2 separate regions of the Mus musculus genome follow, and region 2 is linked to region 1. The links are chromatin contacts, called in public HiChIP or PLAC-seq maps. All regions are on one chromosome and are shown on one strand. The core of a region is the stretch at or near the end of the contact, and the rest is flanking DNA. Distances in the headings are between cores, read along the strand shown. Region 1 has its middle 26 kb from the start of Gm33029. Region 2 has its middle 6.9 kb from the start of Spaca7.

Region 1 (4,251 bases), core at 1,268-3,767:
TACAGCTGGCACAGCCATCATGTGGCAGTTGTGGTTGACTCACCAGAGTGCGGCCTCATGCTTGACTTGACTGTTCTCAGCTGAGGTGGACATCCCTGTTATACGGCCTGGCTCGGGGAGACTTTGGGGTAGACCGTGGTGTCGGCTTGCATGAACACATAGAACAAAGCCAACCGTCCCTGCATGTTTTCTGATTCAGTCCCATAATTGGGTGAATTTCGCCTTGGGCAGGGAAGCTGATTTTAGTTACTCTCGAGGGAAGTTTAGAGGCAAGAGCTCTCTAGGGCCGTACTGGGAAGTGGTAGGTTCCCTTCCTAGAACATGGCAAGGTTCTGCCTGGATTTTTCCTTCTGACCCTGGAATGTTGGTGTCAGTGATACCCAGTGGAAGGTGGCACCTTCAGAAGGGGTGTGAGGAGTTTCCTCGGGCTTTGAGGTTACTGCTTCATGGGAAAGGGCGTCCCTGCCATCTGGGATGTGGTGTGGTCTTCAATGGGGCTGTGCTCAGCTTCAGAGGAGATTCTACCAGAGACATTTTGGACATCTGAGAACAGCATGGACATCAAGGGGCAAGGCAAGATTAGTACCTGCATGATATGAGCCTCCAGGGAGCAAGTGACAAGGAGAGGGTCGGTCACAGGAAGCCACGTCAAGCCCATGGGTAGGGCTGTCTCATGAAACATAGGTATACATATTGTAGACATGGTGTCAGCCAAGACTTTGCCATAAAGATTCCCCAAGGAAAAAAAGTAACCAAAGCAACCAGGGCCAAGATGCTCACTACAGACTGTGGCCAGGCCAGCTTTGTGGTTACAGCTGCTCTGTGGAAAAAGGACAGCTCAAGTCACACACAGACAAGGTCTCTGTGACCAGAAAGCAAGAGAGGTGGCTATTGCTTTGGCGGGCGGAATGAAGGAGTGTGCACATGTTCATTAGAGCGGTGGCATGCACGTATGTGCTGCTATCTGGGGTCCAGCTCACCACATTGTCCTTAGGGAGCCTGGGCTCAGAGTGCAGAAGGTCTAGGCGCAAGCGCCTGTCACTCACCACGATTAAGCTGGAAGTGGGATCTTCTAAGAGGAGGAATTAGAGCTGCCTCTGCTCTGAGCGCTGAGGTGATCGGAGATGATGGAGTGTGTGGGATGACCTCTGTCCCCTATGTGATGGTCACCTCCCACACCTCTGCATGTATTTGTTTGTTTGTTTTAAGAATTATTTGTGTGTATGTATGTGTGTTTGTGTGTGTTACATACACTTGTTTTGAGTTCTCCCAGGAAGACCAGAGGCATCAAATCCCCTGGAGCTGAAGTTACAGGAGGTTGAGACCTGTGCTGGGAACCAAAATCAGGTCCTGCGCAAGAGAAGTTCAGGGTTTTACCCACTGAGCAACCCGTCTCTCTAGCACCCCTCCCTTCCCAATCTGGTTGTAACAATGTAGCTTTTGTTCTGCGGCTCTTCTGAACTACGGAGGGGACCCTGTTGAGGAATCCCCGTTCACAGACAGGCTGTGGACATTGAAATCCTTCCCTCCTCTCAGGCTCAGGGCTCACATCCACAGCCCAAATCTGAACTGTTTCTTCAACTCTGGTCCTTCAGGGGCGGGGCAGCATCCATCTTTTCTGGTCTCCCATAACACAGGCTAGCAGTGGAGCGGGTCAGCAGTGGTCCTGTGAGCAAACTTATCCCCTACCCTAGTGGTACTTGGGGTGAGGGATGCGGAAGTTCTCAGGACCACTGACAGGGGAGTCCTTCCCATACTTCAGTAGATCCAGCTGGTCCTGTGGTTTTCCAGCACCACCTCAGTTATCCAGAATTGCTCAGGCAACAGCTACATAGTTTAAACCAGTGTCAGCGGAGGGAGACTGGAGCAGTGGTTCAGCCGCTTTGAAAAGTCATTTCTGTAAGATTCCAGGATTGTCGCAAAGAGACCCTCCCTTCCAGAAGCAGTCCAGTGCTCCATGGTTACTCTGGGCAACACAACTGTCTGACCCTTGGTCGCTTGCCCTCTGGATGGGAGCTAGTAGCATGGATGGTGTGGGTGGGTAGACCCTTGCTCCACCTATCCCTTGCTCGTCCTAAGTGCTGTGAACATGGGCTGTGCATTCCACTCTGACTCCAGGAAGCATCCCTTCACTCTGCTCTTTTCTGTTGAAGTGTGACACTCAAATTTGAGGTGGGAGCAGAGATCAACAGCCCCTGTCAGCCGCTGTCAACCCAGGTGTGACAGTGCCGTCTTCCTAAATTGCTGCTAATCTTCCGGAGCCCCCCTCTCCCCGCACCCTCCATCTCCATGTTTGCTCACATCCCGTTAACACTTGAAATTTCGTTAACACTTGAAATTTCCCCTCCGAGGTGTCACCGTTTGCCATTTAGTGAGCAAGCGAGCGGGAAGAACGGGGAGAGGAGCCCGAGCCCCGGATTTGGGGAACTGGAAAAAAGCTGATTAGCTATTCAGGGAGGATAATCTTATTGAGAGAGCAGGAGCTGTATAAAGAATGCCTCTCCCTTCCCAGTAACAATCTTCTAATTATGTTGTCAGGCTCGCTGTTCAGTTCTCCCCCGTGACGCCAAGAGACCCGCTTCTATGTTAAGAAAGAGATTTCCTCTCTCTGATGCTGTTTGCCGATTTTTTTCTCCTCTTATTATTATTGTTTAAAGACTCTGTGTGTATTAAAGCAAACATTAAAACATGATTCATGCACAATGTAATCAGGACTGAGGGGGCACTTGGGCCTCCATGGAAGTGGGAAAGAAGGGGTGCCCCGAGGGGTGCTCAGGAGCCCAGGAGTTAAGTGGGTGTGTGTGTGTGTGTGTGTGGAGATTTTACGATTTTAGGCAGGCATGCAGCTTTTGCGTGGCAGGGGAATACGGTAGCAAGGGGATGCAGGTCAGGAGGGGAGGTGGGAAGCTGCCACAGTACAGACGTCACCAGCTCATTGGTTCTTTTCGCTGTGCGTTATGCTCTCCCACACCCTACTCTGATTAAAGGGGAAGAAGCTCAGGCTGTCAGGTCCGAGATCTGACGCTCCCACTCCCACCTCTGGCAGAAGCATGTTAGAGGGCAGGAAGACCGTGAGTAGAACAGGAAGAAAAGACTTCAGAGTCTGTCTTTATAGCTCAGGTGAACAGTGAGTTTAATTAGGCCCGAACACAGGAGCACAGACAACTTGAAAGCATCCGTATCCCAAAGGAAAATGTCTCAGTAACTAGTACCTGCTTTTGTATCCCTGGGGCAGGGCCTCATGCTTACTCCTCCCCATGGGGGAACGTTAGTATCCCTGGTCTTATACAAGTCTACTGCAGCCATTTGTGTTGCTGAGAGTTTAAGGGGGCCATTCCACACCAGCCTTCTACAGCAGTCTGAGCCAGCACAGCTCCTCGTACTTGTGACACTGACTGGGGTGGGGGTGGGGTGGCATAGAACATTCTGGAACTATCATGGAAGAAACAGAGGTGGCCTGGATGTACAGAAAGTGTGTGCATCCTCCAGATATCTGTACTTCTCCAGATAACTGGCGTTAGGGAGAGAGGCCTGCAGGCCCTGCCCTCAAAGCCGAAAAGGAGGTATGGTCTGAGAACCACAGAGGCAAAATGGCTTCGTCTTCCTGCCAGGTGGGGTGAGAGGAGTCAGGACAGCAGACAAGTCTACCCTGTGAGTTGTGTAGCCCCCTGCTTCTGTCAGGCAGGTACGTGGTCCCCAGTTCAGTCTGGTCCTCAGCTAATTCCCAGAGCCACTGTCCACCGAAGGCTGTAGAAGACATAAAGGAAATAAGTATGAGCAAATGTACTCTTTGTTCTAAGAAGTAAGATGGCTTCACAGGAAGGTTCTGGATGGGCAGTTAGTACCCACAAGTACTGAGGTGGCCCTTTGCACCTGGGAGGGGACAAGCCAGTGTCTCTCACCACAGAGAAGTATAGAGCTACACTAAGGGGTTATAAGGCTACCAGGCATGTCTGACTTTTTGCCATTGATGCAAGCCATTGTCATTTACATTGGGTTAGATTATAGTTTTGAATTGGGACACATTGCTAACTGTCCTGGGCCTGCCTCCTGCAGCTGCACGGCTGCATACTGGGCACACTTGGTCAAGAGCAGGAGCCCAGAGCACTCTATGAGTGATGTACTTCCTCTAGTGAGCTGGCTCAGGGTCTGGAAGATCTTCCTGGTGCTTATTTTCTCCTAACCTTCTCTGTGTTTTCTTTTGAATGACCAATTCATGCACGGGTTTCAGTAGACCAAATATAGCAACCC
Region 2 (4,251 bases), core at 549-3,048, 350 kb after region 1:
AGACCTGCCCATCCTCCACAAACCCCCTTCCATGCAAAGCCATTTCCTGAGTTAAGCCATCCTTTGGTATCAAGGCTGGTCCATTATGAATTGCTACCTTCCCCCAAAGCATGTAATTTCTCCCTGTTTTTGTGTGTGTTTGTGTGTATGCGTGTATGTGTTTAAATGTGTGTGGGTACGAGTGTACGAGTACATGTGTATATAGAGACCCAAAGCTAATATCAGGCATCTTCTTCAGTTGCTTTCCACTTTATTTATCGAGGTAAGATGTCTCATTGAACCCAGAGTTCACTGACTCCATCTGGTCTACCTCTGCTTATCAAGTGTCCCACCTGGCCAGGATTTACATGGGTGACAGGGATCAGAACTGTAGTCCTCATACTGACAAGACAGTCCTTTATCCACTGAGCAGTATCCCCAGAAAGCATGTGATTTCACAACTATTTCAAGCAAAAGGAGCGGTTTTGATGGTCACCTGAGCCTATGAAGAAGGTCCCCTCTGAGCCAATGCTTTCCAAGGAGCTGTGTACTGTGTCGACATCTATGGTTGGTTCTGTGAACTGCAGAATCGCTGCTGAGTTTGCACTCCAGTCAGCAGGAACCAGGGCAGCTGACCCCTACAAAGCATTCTATTCACCACGAGGTTGAATCAGTTGGCAGAGCAAACTTTCCCAAGCTTCCCTATGGGACATTTGAGGAACCAGAAACAATCTCTGACCTGTAGGGGGAAAGATTCTACCTTTTTCCTGTAACCTTGGAGTTGGGTAAATCACATGAGGAGCAGAAAAGAGCTGGGGAGGGAATATGAAAGAAATGATATGCCAGGCAAAAAAAGAAGGATATGAAATCTACATTTGTGTGTATGTGTGCCTGTGACATGCATGAGTACAGAGTACATATGTGAGTATGTACATATATGTGCAATCATGTGTGCACATGTGTATATGTATTATGAATGTATATGCACATTCGTGCCCATGCATGTGTGAATGTACATGTGTATATATGTACATGTATGCTCATGTGTGTGCATCTGCATGTGTGAATGTACATGTGTATATGTACATGTATGTTCATGTGTGCATATGCACGTGTGAGTGTACATGTGTAAGTATACATGTATGTTCATGTGTATATGTACATGTATGTTCAAGTGTGTGCATGTACATGTATATATGTGTTGTGAATACATGAGCCTGTGTATGTATGAATTCATGTGTCTCTCCAAATCTGTGTATATGACAAACAACTGGCTCTCTGTGATTTGAAATGTAAGATGTTTTGAAAACTGTTCTTTCTCTGGGGTTGGGATCTTTATGCCTTGAGAACTTCAACAACCTTGGCATCCCTCTTAAAATGACTTCAGGAAGAAAGATGCATTATGTGTAAGGTGAAGGTCTATGGGTAACATAAAACTTTAGTCCCAGTTGACATCCCTCAGTCTAAGTTCCCATCTGCTGGCGAGGCTCGGCCTGCAGGAGCACACAGCTCAGCACCCCCTTCGCCCCACGTTTCCAGCACCTTTGTTCTGAGTTTTAAAGAACCCTGACTAATTCACTTTAGCCGAAAGCTAATCCTACACTGTAAGGCTAAGTATAAAACAAGTGACGTTCTCAAAGGGGGTGACAGAAATGAGCAGGGGGGATCGCTGAGTGCTCGTTAGCTGCGTGTTGTCACGTTAACTATGGGGTGTAACACCAATTTTCTCTTCTTTGTCATTTGCCAACACTATCCCCCTCCACAGAGCAGTCTGGCAGGGAGAGGCTCTCGGCAGCTGCTCACCCTCCTCTGCCCTGTGGAGGCCCGGAACTTTGCCTCCGTGGCCATGAGCCCCAGGAAGGGTAGCCACCCCGGACCAGTCACTGCCAGATCTGCCTGTCCAGAAAACTGTTAGGTGTTGGGATAAAGAAAACCCTCTGAGGCTTCTAAGCTAACACTGTGGATTTTTTTTTTTTAATATTCTTTGGAGGGCTGGATATATGGCTCAGCCATTGAAGGCTAGGCTTCAAAATATAAAATATTCTTTGGGGGCTGGAGAGATGGCTCAGCAGCTAAGAACTGCTTGCTGCGCTTGTAGAGGACCCAGATTTCCCTCTTAGCATCTACACTGGGCAGCTCACAGCCGTGTGACCATCTGGTACTCCAGTTCCAAGAGATCTGATCCGTTTCCTGCTTCCTGGGGACCTTACTGTTTATAAACTCACCCAGGTTCACACACATACACATATATATATATTTTAATTAAAATGTGCCACAGTAAGTGTGCATGTATGTGTGTTCTTGTGCATGCAAGTGCACCTATGCATATGCATGCGTGCGCGTGCGTGTGCATGTGCGTGTGTGTGTGTGTGTGTGTGTGTGTGTGTGTGTGTGTGTTTGTATGCACATGTACATGTGTGTGTATAGGCCAGAGGTCAATATTGGATGTAGGGTCTTAGGCAACTTTCACTTTTATTGTTGTTTTGAGACAGGGTCTTCGACTAGGAGCTCGGATCACCAATCACAAGAGGCCAGCCAGCCGGCAAGTCCCCAGCATCTGCTTGCCACTAAGCTTACAAGCCTTGAGATCAATTACAGGCTCCCACTGCCACGCCCAGCTTTTTAAGAGTGGGTTCTGGTGGACAAAATTCAGGCCCCTGTGCTTGCACAGCAAGCACTTTATCAGCTGAGATATCTCCACAGCTTTCCAGTTTTAATCCTTAGTCACTATTAGACCCAATAACTGGAGGCCTGGCACTCTGCGTAGATGCTGTGTCCCACAGAGGACATCTGAGGGGCGAGCATGCTATGTCCTGCTCCCCACAGCTGTAGGGCTGGGAGGAGTGCTGAAGCTCTGTCAGCCGAAGCTCTGAGTGAGCGCGTTACCATCAGCTGCTTGAACTCTGCTTGTCCTCCTCATCAGCGAGGTTCTGAAAACACACACACACACACACACACACACACACACCAAAACAAACGAAACTCAAAACTAGGGACTGGGGAGATGGCTCAGTCAGCTAAGCACTTGCAGCAAAAGCAAGCAGCCCGGAGTTCAGTTCCCTCCCCTCCCAACCCCCCACCACTCCAAACCCCCATCCCACCCCCAACCCCCACCCCAGCCCCACAGTAAAAGGCAGCCCACCCCCAGGCAATCCTCTATGGTCTCCACATGGAGAAGCAGGGATAGGAGGTTCCGGGGGGGGGGGGGGTCTCTGGTCTGTCTGGACAAAGCACTGAGGCTCAGGTTTAGTAAGAGACCCTGTCTCATCAAAAGAAAGTAGAGTCATGGAGAACACTTGGTGTCAGTTTCTGGCTTTCACATATGTGTGCACACATACACACACATGCACATATATAAATACATATAAGAAAACTAAATTTAAACTCTGCTAATGGAACCCTTCTCTTCAGTAATGTTTTACCAATAATCAGTTGTCTGAATAAAGATTTGTGTGTGTGTGCAAATGTTTCTTATGTGTTTGTGTACATATATATGTGTGTGCACGTGTATGCACAACCTCAGGTGGTTGTATCATTCCTCAAGACCTGTCCACCTTTTGTTGTTGTTGTCGAGTCAGCAGGGCCAGGATGGCTGGCCAGTGAACCCCAGGGATCCGCCTGTCTCTACCTCCTTCCTAGTGCTGAGACTGTAAGCATGAGCCAACACATGGAGGGTTTGGTTGGATGTTTTTAAGATGGGTTCTAAGAATGGATCTCAGATCTTCATGCAAAGCAAGCACTTTACCAAAGGAGCCAAGTTCCCAACCCCTAAGTGAGTACCTCTCACAGGTTTCCATCCACTCTGACCTCCCTCCCTCCCTCCCTCCCTCCCTCCCTCCCTCCCTCCCTCCCTCCCTCCCTTCCAGCTTTCCACTGCTCACTAAATTCTCTCCACAGTGTCTTCCCTTTCAGCAGAACCACCCTTGCTCAGCCACTCCATTGTGCGCTGCACACCCATGAGCCGTGCCCTGTGTTTTAGTGAAGGAAAGGCTGTGATGATAGGCTATGTGGCCTCAGGACCCACAGCTTGAAGAAGAACACTCGAATGTCCACAGAGCAATGGCAGCAGCTGCCGCAGCTCAGCCCCAGGATGTGCCCAGGTAGTGACCACACTTGATTTTGCTAAAGTTCTTTCTTACAGCATAATTGTATTTCTTATTTTGAATCTTTAAAAAGCCAACAACTGACAGCACTGGATAGCACAGGCCTGACCACCATGAGCATTCCCTGCTAGCTGCTGGGCTCGGTCTGAAGCAGCTCCCACACTGGTGG

What was found. HiChIP or PLAC-seq counts read pairs in DNA pulled down with a chosen protein or histone mark.
Region 2: an H3K4me3 HiChIP or PLAC-seq map of embryonic basal ganglia shows a contact between it and region 1, with 2.6 times the contacts expected there. The contact joins two enhancer-like sites. A contact is called at or near these places in 13 of 39 promoter capture datasets (the 3T3-L1 cell line, the C10 cell line, HPC-7-derived erythroid cells and 7 more), 1 of 15 datasets of contacts at CTCF or cohesin (embryonic stem cells), 6 of 484 Hi-C or Micro-C datasets (all in embryonic stem cells), 2 of 115 datasets of contacts at active chromatin or transcription factors (embryonic basal ganglia and kidney) and 2 of 9 other capture datasets (embryonic stem cells and liver).

Annotation. Positions count from the first base shown.
Region 1 is chr8:12,211,929-12,216,179 of GRCm38.p6, forward strand. No RefSeq gene overlaps it. Among named protein-coding and RNA genes, the nearest start is that of Gm33029, 26 kb to the right of the region's middle. Within about 2 kb of position 2,518, at least 18 of the 459 cell types and tissues checked have an H3K27ac peak or open chromatin away from gene starts, as enhancers often do. A contact at or near this core is called in embryonic basal ganglia, where this site is marked.
Region 2 is chr8:12,563,978-12,568,228 of GRCm38.p6, forward strand. No RefSeq gene overlaps it. Among named protein-coding and RNA genes, the nearest start is that of Spaca7, 6.9 kb to the right of the region's middle. Within about 2 kb of position 1,799, at least 38 of the 459 cell types and tissues checked have an H3K27ac peak or open chromatin away from gene starts, as enhancers often do. A contact at or near this core is called in embryonic basal ganglia, where this site is marked.